3 separate regions of the Gossypium arboreum genome follow, and regions 2 and 3 are each linked to region 1. Evidence: chromatin contacts called from public Hi-C data. All regions are on one chromosome and are shown on one strand. The core of a region is the stretch at or near the end of the contact, and the rest is flanking DNA. Distances in the headings are between cores, read along the strand shown. Region 1 overlaps LOC108453081 (SCY1-like protein 2 B). Region 2 holds the start of LOC108453038 (calcium-dependent protein kinase 11). Region 3 holds the start of LOC108450732 (ABC transporter G family member 25-like).

Evidence for each region. A called contact is a pair of places that touch in the nucleus more often than the background predicts.
Region 2: a contact with region 1 is called in a Hi-C map of leaf, with 4 times the contacts expected there. The contact joins the promoter of LOC108453038 here to the enhancer-like site in region 1. A contact is called at or near these places in 3 of 5 Hi-C or Micro-C datasets (all in leaf).
Region 3: a contact with region 1 is called in a Hi-C map of leaf, with 3 times the contacts expected there. The contact joins the promoter of LOC108450732 here to the enhancer-like site in region 1. A contact is called at or near these places in 2 of 5 Hi-C or Micro-C datasets (both in leaf).

The regions. Positions count from the first base shown.
Region 1 is chr5:28,581,790-28,585,942 of ASM2569848v2, reverse strand. LOC108453081 (SCY1-like protein 2 B) reads left to right here. Exons shown (of 14, transcript XM_017750983.2): 11 at 1,416-1,478; 12 at 1,713-1,874; 13 at 1,981-2,099; 14 at 2,225-3,554. The coding sequence ends at 3,182. Among protein-coding and RNA genes, the nearest start is that of LOC108453081, 12 kb to the left of the region's middle. Within about 2 kb of position 2,467, at least 2 of the 2 cell types and tissues checked have an H3K27ac peak or open chromatin away from gene starts, as enhancers often do. A contact at or near this core is called in leaf, where this site is marked.
Region 2 is chr5:28,462,664-28,466,816 of ASM2569848v2, reverse strand. It overlaps LOC108453038 (calcium-dependent protein kinase 11), which reads right to left and starts at 2,257. Exons shown (of 8, transcript XR_001866501.2): 1 at 1,545-2,257; 2 at 627-770; 3 at 381-533; 4 at 144-259.
Region 3 is chr5:28,506,983-28,511,135 of ASM2569848v2, reverse strand. It overlaps LOC108450732 (ABC transporter G family member 25-like), which reads right to left and starts at 2,028. Exons shown (of 3, transcript XM_017748482.2): 1 at 1,569-2,028; 2 at 570-1,419. The coding sequence starts at 1,706.

The DNA.
Region 1 (4,153 bases), core at 1,218-3,717:
AGAGATTTTTCTGGATTCCTTTTGACTTGGATACTATTTGTGGTTGTTATTATCAATTATTAAGTACTGGGAAAAGCGTAACGGTCATTTGTGCCTGTTCATTGTTGGATGATGTAGACCATCCCTAGACTATAGGTGCTGAGATGAATGTACGAATTTTAGACTTAGATTTAAGCTTTTCTTTAGTTGCTAAAAGAAGGTAATTACACTGCCTGCAGAAGGAAAGAATAAAGTTGTACTGTTCTTTTTCTTAGCTGCATTTTCTATGGATTTGAAATGAAACAAATGTGAAGTTGTCTGAGGATTAATGGGTAAACACAGCATGCAATTTTGAGCCTTGTTTGGCATTCTTCTTGTATAATTTGCCAAGCTTAGTTTTACCAACATGCTCTATCTCATTCTTGTCTATGCATGTGTGTTTCTTAGAAGCCATCTTTCCTTTATCTTACTGTAAAGAAACATAGTGGTTTGTCTCACAGTGTTATTTTTTTATTAAAACAGTTCATAGTTTATCCAACACTTTTTATTAGGCTAAGTTTTGTTCATCAACTCATAAAATTTCTCGTTCCATTAATTTACTTTTGATGTTTCTCTTATTTCAAAAGCAAAGATCCCTATCTAGTGCTGATGTGAACTTCACATACGTGTCTTGAACTCAGCAACAAGGATTGAAATCGAACCCTGGGATCATCCAATAGGTTACAAAGACACAAATTATCAAACCTGTTGCTTATGAAGAAGTGGTGACCAATATTATCAATTGAAACAGAATATTGACCCGCTAACTTTGTAGAATCAGGGACCAATACTATCAATTATATGGAAATTCACAAGAATCACTATTGAAAATGGCATTCGATTTCATTCATTGTTGCTAAGTTTCACGGCAAGTATACGAGGTTCACATCAAATGGGCAAATAGATTTCCTCCTCCATGGCATGAGCTTCATTCCCTTTATATCATCATATTGTGTGTTTAACCTGTCTTAAGTTTCATACAATACCTAAAACAACTTCATAGTGGATTTTTAGCTTTTTTTCATCTTAAAGAATTCTAAAAGATGAGCTTGGTCAAAATATTGAGTTCTTTTTAGCTTTTATAGTGCTTCTGATACTTAGTAATAATGCTGGTACTAAAATTTAACAATTTATTTAAAATTACTTTTTTATGCTTCACAACTAGCTGTTCTGCCTTTTGGATTTTGTTCAAGCATCTTTAACCTATTTTTAATGCATTGCAGCTTTTTCTTTTATTTATTTTAATATATTAAAGTAGGAATTTGGACAACGTGAAATATGGATTTGATGGTATGAAATTAAACACATTGTATGTCCATTTTTATTCTTGTGTGTTTCTTTTCTGTTGGAATTCCTTATGTTTACTGAATTAGTGTTTCATTCTTTATGCTCTTCAGCTTGTGAAACAAGTCATTCTGCCTCGTGTTCATGGCTTAGCTCTGAAAACAACTATTGCTGCGGTATGTATGAGTTTTTTAGGCAATTACCCAATATTAAAATTATTAGTCTTGAATTTTAGATGTCATGACCGAGACTGCTATGTCATGTAACCTATGTGTAGATTGTGGGGCCTTTTCCATTTTTAAAATTTGAAAATCTTATAAAGCGTTTCTTTTAAAAAAAAAAAATACATAGCTGCACTATTCTATTAATTTTGATTACTTTCTTCTAAACCTCTATGTTTATTTGAGCAGGTCAGAGTCAGTGCTTTGCTCTGCCTGGGAGATTTTGTTAACACACTTGATAGACAGGCTGTGTTGGATGTCTTGCAAACCATTCAACGTTGCACAGCCGTTGATCATTCTGCTCCAACACTTATGTGTACGCTAGGTGTTTCAAACTCAATTCTCAAGCAGGTAATGACAGACTCTACCTTCTGTTGCTTAATTTGTGTTCTATTCTATATTGGAACCTCCAGAGGGCATACAGCTCATTTTCTGTCTTTCCTATTCATCTTGTTAGTATGGAGTAGAATTCGCCGCAGAGCATATCCTCCCTCTACTCACACCTCTTCTTACGGCCCAACAGTTGAATGTTCAGCAGTTTGCCAAATACATGCTCTTTGTCAAGGATATTCTTAGGTATAGTTATTATTGTTGTGCTTTCATGATGAAAAATGAATTTTTTTCTTCTCTGAATAACAAATACTCTTTTTTTTTTTCTAACATTTTCTTATGATGCGATTCCTAATTCTGTTTTAACACAGAAGGATAGAAGAAAACCGTGGGGTTACTGTAACTGATTCTGGAGTCCCAGATTTAAAACCTGCTACCACTTCCAACGGGCTTCGGTCTCAAGTCTTGAGCAAAGCAAATGGAACTGTGGCTTCTGCAAAAAGCAGCCCAGCATGGGATGAAGACTGGGGTCCTACTACCAGAGCAGCTGCCAATGCCAGTCACACTGCCCACCAGCCTCCCAAGGACAATTTATCCTTTCACTTTATTTTGGATGATAAGTCAATTCAATCGGCACCTACACAATCTCAATCTTCCTTAATATCCACTATATCTAGCCAGCAAACATCCAATTCTTGTCCTGCAGTTGACATAGAGTGGCCTCCTCGTCCATCTTCAGGTGTTACTGTAGAGTCAGGCATTGGCGAGAAGCAATTAAATGCTGGAACATCTTTGTCATCAAATTTTGAAGATTTAGATCCTTTTGCTAACTGGCCTCCACGGCCTAGTGCCTCCTCAAATGACTCTGGAACTTTTAACAATGGTATTATGGGAGGACCAGGCATGAACAATTATGGATTCAGTTCTATTACAAGCACCCCAGGCACCATGAATCACCCAACAGAGAGCAGCAACAATAGTTGGGGGTTCAGCAACCAGAACTCTGGGGAGATACTAAGACCTAATCATGGGAGTTCAACCTCGAACGCAGGTATTTTGAACGGTGGAAGTTCCCAGAGCAGTATTGGATTCTTGAAACAAAACCGTGGTATTTCAGCTTCAATGAGTTTTTACAACAACCAGAAATCAGCAGGTCTGGGGTCTATATTTGGTTCTAGCAAGAATGAGCAGACTGCTCCAAAACTCGCACCGCCACCATCAACAGCTGTGGGTAGAGGAAGAGGCCGAGGTAGGGGGGCAAGTTCAGCTTCAAGGACAACTTTTGCCAAGCCAACATCCGAACAACCACCTCTTTTGGATTTACTTTGAGAGGTGAGCAACACAAAGATTGAGAATATATCAATGGGTTTTTGATACAGCGGCTGCCATCCCAAGCTTTGTCAGGTTCTGCTAAAAGCTATTGGTTTGAAAGTAAAAATTAGTCATCTCGGAACGAGAGCCGTCATGTTGGTATTTGTTATATCTATCATAGCTTTGTTACGAGCTTGTTTGTAACCTTTTTTTTTGCATTTGAGATCCATGTAACACGGTGCGTGTTTTTATGTGATAAAAATGGTTTTTCTTCGATTTCTACTGCTTTTGGACATATACGTGCACCTGCATACTGTAATTGTTGAAAATTGTCGGTGATTTGATTTGGTAGCATTAGCCAATAAAAGAAGCTAGAATTATTTTGGATGATAGTATATATATATAAATAATGAAATTTCTTATTTTGCTTTATTTTGATCGAGTCCGCTTTGAACAAACCAGGACCTGAGCTTGAGAGCTCAAGTTAAGCTTTTGAAGTCGGAGTTAAGTTAGATGTCTACAAACATAATGTGTATTTTCAATTGTAAATATTTCTTTGTAAAAATTCTACACTTGTCAACTTGTTTGATTATTAGCCTAAGCTTTTATCACGTTCCTGCTAGGACTGTACCTGTAAGCTGCTGAACTAATAATTCTTTTGGCCAACAATCCTTTTACTTTAATTGGAGTAATTTTGGCCTTCTACTTCATGTGTGGAAATCACAATCTAGTTGTTACCTGTTTGGATTTTTTTTTGTTAATTTTTATGACATAATCCGACGTTTTAATGATTGATTGACTTGACATTTTGCTTTTTCTTGTCGACTGACGAAATGAGGTACGGCATTGCATGATTAGTTTTTGGCCGAACCTTACTGGGTTTAACTGAACTTGGTTCACAGTCAAACTCCTCTCTCTCAATGTCAGATTGGAACTTAGACATTGATGCTCGGCTTGGTAAGAAACGAGAAGAGAGAATATAATTTCTA
Region 2 (4,153 bases), core at 1,008-3,507, 120 kb after region 1:
TTAAGCAATAAAAATCCTTAAAGAAGAAGATGCTAAATTCAGTAGAAAAGATAACTAAATAATGAGTTCACTATCAGATTCTGGGGAAAATTTTCCTATAACTAGAGATCATTGGTAAGACGAAAAACAGGAAAATCACATACACGCAGAGCCATCTTTTTAAGTTTGTTCATTGCTGAGAACTTCTTCAAACGTGATAATACAGCGGAATCCAGAGGTTTGTCTGGGGCAACTCTATCATCCACAATCCATGGGTGACCTGATGCATAAACCAACCCACAATTGTGACTTATACACATACAATAAAGATAGGACACTGTCATTCCCATGTTATAGAAAAGAAATAATAAAATATATCGCATAGTATTCAAATAACTTACATAGAACCTCATAGGCAGTAATTCTTTTCTGTGGGTCCCTTTCAAGCATCTTTCTTAACAGATCTTTTGCACTTTCAGAGATACTAGGCCATGGCTCAGATTCAAAATCAACTTTTCCATGTAAAATCTGTCTGAAGATTCCTGAATCAGTTTCTGCAAGTTGAGAGGGAACGTAAGTACATTTACGATATGAGAACACAAGAATGGCACTAACCGTTGCAGGGAGTACAGTATTGAAATGAATACCTGCCCAAAATGGCGGAACCCCACTCAACAAGATGTATAGGATAACAGCAGCACTCCATATATCTGCTTCTGGTCCATAATGCTTCAACAAAACCTCTGGCGCAACATAAAAGGGACTCCCAACAACATCACTAAAATACTGTCCTGGAATGAAAAAGGATAAAAAAAAAGTAAGCCCCATTAACCATGAAAGAAAACATTCACAGAAAAATATAAGGCAAAGCATTAGTGAATGCAAGAGGTGCAATTCAATGCTTGATTCCTACAAGCAGAGTTTAGTAATGAAGCACAACACAATAATCTAATGGTGCTAATCTTTACATCAGCAAGGAGTTTTCCGAAAAACATGCTGATCATTGAACCATCTCATTTAATATATTCAATTGAATTAGATATTTAGTGCATTAATTATGGACAAAAACTGAAACCATAAAACCTTCGTAAAAGATGTTCTTTGCATAACAGAACATTGTTACATTCAAAAAACCAGAACCGAAGTTCCTCACAATTTTTTTTTTAAATTAATATGAATTTTGGAAAATACACACCAAGTAGTACATCCTAAGGGAAATTGATCCTAATGAACAGTACCTGAAGAACATGCAGTGAATCATCACGGTGAAAATTAATTATCCCAAGACCTTCAAAGAATCAATTCAATTTAATACAACATGATTACAATAAAATCAAAAGGAAATCCCAATCATGGAAACAACCAATATCAGATATCAATATCCTACCGCAAGGTGTCGAAGAATGAATAAAATCCTCAACGTCCAATCAGATAATTAAACCAAAATCAGAGAAAACTCTATTCATGGTTCTTACAGATCTACATTAATCATTCAACCAAAAAAAGCACCTTTAATTAAAGAGAATCAAGAGTAACATAGAAACAAAAGAAAACCCAGAAGCAACCTGGTTTATAGAAGACGGACAAGCCAAAATCGGTAGCCTTGAGAACGGCATCGTCAGCGGGAGTATCAAACAAGAAATTCTCAGGTTTGAGATCTCTATGCATAACCCCAAGGGAATGACAAGCCTCAACGACACCAACAATGGTTTTGATAAGCTTAGCAGCCTCTCTTTCACTATAATGACCTTTAGCCACGATCCTATCAAAAAGTTCCCCACCCGCACAAAGCTCCATAACCAAATGAACAAACACGGCATCTTCATAAGTTCCCTTGATCTGAACCACGAATGGGTTCTCAGACAAATGATGCATGATCTGGATCTCCCTCCAGACGTCATCGTAATCTTCACGGCAGACGAGCTTGCGCTTTGGGATAGATTTGCAAGCGTAACGGATACCAGTAACCTTGTGGGTACATAGGTAGGTGGTGCCAAATTGACCTTGCCCAAGCTTCTTGCCCAAGAAATAGTGGTCCCTTATTCTCTGGGTTTGGTATGGTAAAACCGTACCTGTGGGCTTTCTTGGTCTTGAGGACGATCCTGCAATTTTCTTATTCATTGCCACAAATATCTCAGATGGGATCTCTCTCTCTCGCTTCCACTCCCCTTCAATGGAGACAACGTATTTTTACAATCAGCCGGAAACAAAGCTCAAAGCTTCCCGATTCCTATTATTACAAATTTTGCATTTTGTGAGTGAAAATAGAAATAGAAATAGAAATAGAAAAAGTAAATTTATTATTTATTATCTATTATTTTAAAATAAATAATTTAATATAATAAATGCTAGTTTCTTAAAAAAGAATAATTAAGAAGCCACATTCTGTAAATAGTTTTTTAATAAAACTAAAGATCATTATGTTATCACTTGTAATTTTTAAGGTAAAATAAATTTATGTCCCTATTTTTATAATATATTTCAGTAGTTTAATTGTCAAAAATATATATTAATATATTTATAAACGTAATGGTATAAAATTTTATTTTTAACTTTTATTATAATGAATATTCATTTTATAATTAAATTATTTATAACATTTTCTTTAAATATATAATCAGTTTCTTTAAAATTTTAAAAGAAAAATTATACATGCATAATATATTAACTCGTTACCAAAACTATTTTAATTTTGAATTCTAACTTTCTATATTGTCATTTATATTATTATTCTTCTTAAGGTGATAAGTGAAGAAAATTTTAAGAGAAATATAATTAACTCCTCATCCTTCTAGTTAAATTATGTATGTAGTATTATCGTCCAACCTTTTACCATGTTACGTTAATATTTTTATAGCACTCAACTAAGATACAGTGCTCCTACACCAATATCAAGATGATATGTTTTGTTGATCTTACAACCATTAGTATATTTAATTGATGTGTTTTATTATTGAATATCGACAAAAAAAAAATTTCATATGTTAAGTATGAAGTTGAGACAAAATTTTATTTTTGCTAACATCTTTTATCTCAAATCACTTTTTAAAATAATTTATTAATTTGTAATTTCTTTTGGAGTTTTAATAATATTTAGATTAAAATATACAAAATTATAATAAATTATGATCTTGATTTTTATAATATATATATATATATAAGCACGTTGGATCATTTTACAATCTTCATTCAACTATTTTATCACATATGTCCAAATTATTTCAATCATTATACAACCATATTGAATAATTTTCATAGGAAATTTTTATATGTTTCTAACATTCTAAATCTTTCAAAATCTTAGTATGTAGTTATACATATAAAATGTTATAACAACAACCATTAAACGCATATCAAGTTTTTCGTGACATGCTAAATTAATAAGACATCTAAAGTTGATTGCATTCACCACTAAAAAACATTATATCTTTTCATAATTATGGTTACCTGAATTAAACCGAACCAATCAGTTGGACCAAGAATTATCAGAGTGCTACTCTCGGTTCTTGATTTGGAGAAATACTTTAGATCGATTGAGTTGTGAGCTGATACTGACTGGTTGACAAGCTAAATTTAATATTTTATTATTTTTATGAACTTTTAATAATTTGTTTAATCAATTTTCCAAATCAATTACACCAGCAACCTAATGACCTAACCATTCAACCATCAATTCAATTCTAAAAATCTTGTTCATAAACAATACTAAGATTTTGTGAAAACCCTCTTAATATTTAAGTCATCATTTATAATTTAAAACTTCAAATTTTTTTCATTTCCTAGATTGGCTTTATATTTTTAGGTGCTTGAATTATAGGTTTAAAACCTTTACACTTTGGAATTGAATTTAATTCTATTTTAAATATAGTTTTGTTTTCATTTTCACCCATTAATTTCATGTCTAGATTTTCATTCTATTTTTTCATTATTTCAATAATATTATTATATATAACACAAGAACATTATTGATAACTTTTTCATTTTAATTTCAACTTTTCTTGTAGTAACATAATTTATTTATCTCTTTATTTTAAAAAAAATTATTTTCAAGTACTCGTAATTCTTTTGAAATTTTATGATTAGTTATGTTTTAGATTTCTTCAAGAGTATTTATGTCCATTATATGATCATCATGATTTTGAGTTATTATTTTTCTTTTACATTGATTTTTTTT
Region 3 (4,153 bases), core at 779-3,278, 74 kb after region 1:
AAGATCACTCGTTCAATGAAGGCAGACAATGGCCACCCTAAAGATTAGCTGATGAATAAATGATCAAATTCGTGGGTATATAATCATCGCATGAGCTAAGCTTTAAAGCTAACAACCACGGTGCATTGGCTATGCAAAATCTTCATCAATAAAAAAGGTAGATTTCTTTGGATGGATGGAGGGGCCATTGGAAAAGACAGGAAAAAGGAATACCGCACTATCCATTTCTATCCACCTTATTATACGGTTTCACAACCTTTATTTAATACACTGACCCACCACTCATTTGCCCATATTTTTATTTTTGAAATCTTTCTCCTAGGGGGAATTTATATGAGATATAATCTTAGTCTTAATGATGGAAAGTGTTGTGTTCCCCCCTATGGTTTTTCCCTCTTTCTATACTTAGTGAAAATTGAAGAAAAGAATTTAAGTCTACAGGAAGTAAACAGCAGCAAGAAAACGAAAGTAGAAGGGAATTGAGCTCGTTCGTAACTATTCGAGTTAACTCAGCTATAACTAATGAAAAGAAAGCAAACAACAGAAAAAAGAAGTTGAAGCTGACGTACCGTTAGCGAGATCAAGGAGAAAATCGGCAGGGTTCATAGGGAAAGACGGTGAGAATCCAATGGACTCGAAATAACTCATAGCTTCACTTCCCTTGCCGAAATACAAGCTCCTTCCTTCACTCAAAACCAACACTGAGTCAAACATCTGATAAACTCGGCTAGATGGTTGGTGCATGGATGTGACTATGGTCTTCCCCTTTTGAGCCAACGAACCCAAAATCGAAACCAACCGGTGTGCCGCTGTGGAGTCCAAACCCGACGTCGGTTCATCAAGAAGCAGCAGGCTAGGGTTTATAAGCATTTCATGAGCTATACTTACTCTTTTCCGTTCTCCACCCGAAATACCACGTATAAAACTGTTCCCAATGATTGTGTTTTCACATTTCGATAACCCCAACTCGCATAAAACCGTCTCAGCCACTGAAATCTTCTCCTTGGTCGACAGTGTGTTTGGTAACCTTAAAAGGGAGCAAAACACCAAGGTTTCACGAACTGTTAAGTGAGGGTAAAGCACGTCGTCTTGGGTGACGAATCCAGTGCGTTTTGCCATTTGTTTAGTGGGTTTTTTGTTGTTGGCAAGCAAGGTTCCGGTGAAATGACCATGGCCGTGTTGTAGCCGACCAGCTAAGGCATTGAGGAGAGTAGATTTGCCGCTGCCTGAAGGACCAAGGATAGCCAACATTTCTCCTGGTGAAACCATGCCGGTGATATTGTTCAATATCGTCCTCTCTTGGGCCCTACTCGTTGTTCCTTGATCAGAGGGTGTTGATCCATGGCTAAGCATGCGTTTAATACTGCGACCTTGACTGTTGGTTCCCTGTACCTTCACCTTATAGCTCACGTCGATGAACTGCATGAAGAAAAACATAGATAAGAATATTATTAGAAAAGGTCAAATAAGAAGGTCAAAATGAATGGTAAGAAACGAAAACGAGTCAATGATTGGTTGACTCGGGTAGTTCAACACAATGAACTCACTCGAGATTTCTTTTTATTTACCTTGAGAGTGATAGGATAACAAGAAGCCATTAATGAAGGGAGGTGATCACGCAAATCTCGAGAAGTATCTTTTGAATGACATGGACCATCCCCAGTGGAAGTAGGACTAGGAGTCTCCAAACCACCAAAACCCGGCATTATTTTCCTGCTTTCCTTTCAACTTTTTTCTCGAGAAAGGTAAAGAAAAACTAGTGAGCAAGAGAAAGAAGAGGCACAACAAAAGGAGTTAAGGAGAGAAATGAGGGAAGAATTTGAGAGAGGAAGGAAAATGGGGGAGGGGGGTATTTATGTAGGTAAAAAAGATTAAAAAAGGTAAGGGGAGTGGGTGCCACGCAATGGAAATTGTCCAAAGCCAAAAAAATAAGTGCTACGTGGAAGAAGAACAACACAGATGGCAGCTTGGCATGGTTGGTTCATGGGAAGTGCGCTATTAAACGGCGTTCCCTTCTCTCTCTTTCGTAAGTAAACTAAGCATAGCGGAGGAATTGCTGCATGTATTGTCAAAACTGAAAAAAGTTCATTTAATGAACCTAAGTTAGTGGAAGCAATTAATATTTACAAGTGTTGACGGTAGGTTCGGCCGCAGCTCATTCCTCTTTCTTTTTTCTCAGTCCAGGTTCCATTAATTTATTTTATTACGTCAAAATTAATATTTTTCTACATTTAAATAAATTTTTAATTTCTTTATCGTTTGGGATAAATTGTTCTTCTCTAAACAAGTCTAATTATGATGTGTGTATATATATATTATTTCATTAAAGAGCAAAGAGCACAAGCACTAAAAAATCAAGTTAATAGGTTTTGGCATACACTTGATCTTAAGAGTTCGAGTTATACATAATGTTAATCTGAGGTTAACGTTTAAATGTTCAAATCAAGTTTCTTTGAGTTGGATTTATATTATTTAGTTTATTTTCAATACAAGTCAATATTATAATGAGATATAGTACAATGCAAGTTTAATGATACATATGTTTGTTGTTATAAGCTTTGATGATCAAGATTGTGACGGTTCACATAAATATGTTGAGAGTAATTTATGAGTTTAGCTGAGTTTTAGGTATCTGGAAATATTTTTTTTTCTTTTTACAATTTATTAGTGAGGGGTTATATGGCTTGATGTGTGATGTGGATTTGAGTGTTGATATTTAGGTAGGTAAGATTTGGGGGAAAAATGGCTTTCCATCTTGACCTTAGGTAGATACTTGGAAATTTTTCTCTATTAAACCCTTATTCAACTTGTTATTAAAATCTAGATAATCGGTATTAAGAATTGAAAATGCCACAAAATACGAATTTTGATAAATTTTCACTTATTGAAAAAAAAAAAGCTCAAATAAATTCTCAATGCAAATGCATAATATCTTATAAATAGACTTAGGGTTACTTTTAAATCAATTCACAACCAATCACATATAATTACAAACTAAATGCACCACAATCTATATAATTAAATACCATATGAATTTACCTGGTTAAAATAACAAATAAGTTAGATCTTCAATGATTAATTGATAATTTTGATTTTTCCCTAATTATCTCCGACCTTATCCAATTTTTGATCTATTCAAGTATTTCATTCAACCCATCAATATCAAACATTTACACATTGTATCTTGATATGGATGAACCTACGAAACATTATTTTTCAGTACTCGTAAAGTTTTACATTTTATTCAATTTAGTCTCTAAAACCGAAATAGTCATAACTTTCAATTTTGAGCTTCAGTTTGAAAAGTGACCTCAATTACATTCATTATAGTCCCTATACGGTCTATCATTACAAAATTTTCACATCAATTTCAAAATTAATAATTTAAACATTACAATTTAGTCCTTATGTACAAAAATAATAATTTAAACATTACAATTTAGTCCTTTTTCACATATAAGCTTAAAATATATCAATTTGACATTAATTTCTTCAAGAAATCAACAATGAAAACTTTCAAAAACTTTAATAGTTTTACAAATTGGTACATGGGCTAGCTAAATCAAGCTCCCACGACCTCAAAAACATAGAAAAAAAAATACAAAAAAAAGACTTAATTAAGCTTACCAAATGGTTGTCGAAAGTTGAAAACCCTTAAAAATTCATATTTATTTTATGGTGGACGGTTTAAAGGTTGGAGAAGAAGAGAGTTCTCTCTTTCTTTCCACTGAATTTGGCTTTTTATAATATAATTAAATTTTAATTAATTTTCAATTAATCACTAATTAGCTTACTAACCAAATGTTTAATGTTTAAGCCACCAAAATCCACTAACATATAATATAAAATGGTTTAATTGTCATTTTGGATCTTTGGTTAAGTGAAATTTAAGTCATTAAGTCTTTAGCCAATTAAAAACTCATAGCGATAAAACTTTTTCAATTTAGTCCCTGTACCTTAAACTAAGCAATTGATAGGCAAAATTGATGGACTAAACTTGAATATTTTATTATACCAACATCACAAATATTATGAATATTTACATACTTGATTTACGAAAATAAGATTTCAAAACCACATTTTCTGACACTACTAAAAGTCGTGTTGTTACATTTGGAGTGTTGTCCACTTGTTGAGCATGTAAAACACAGAT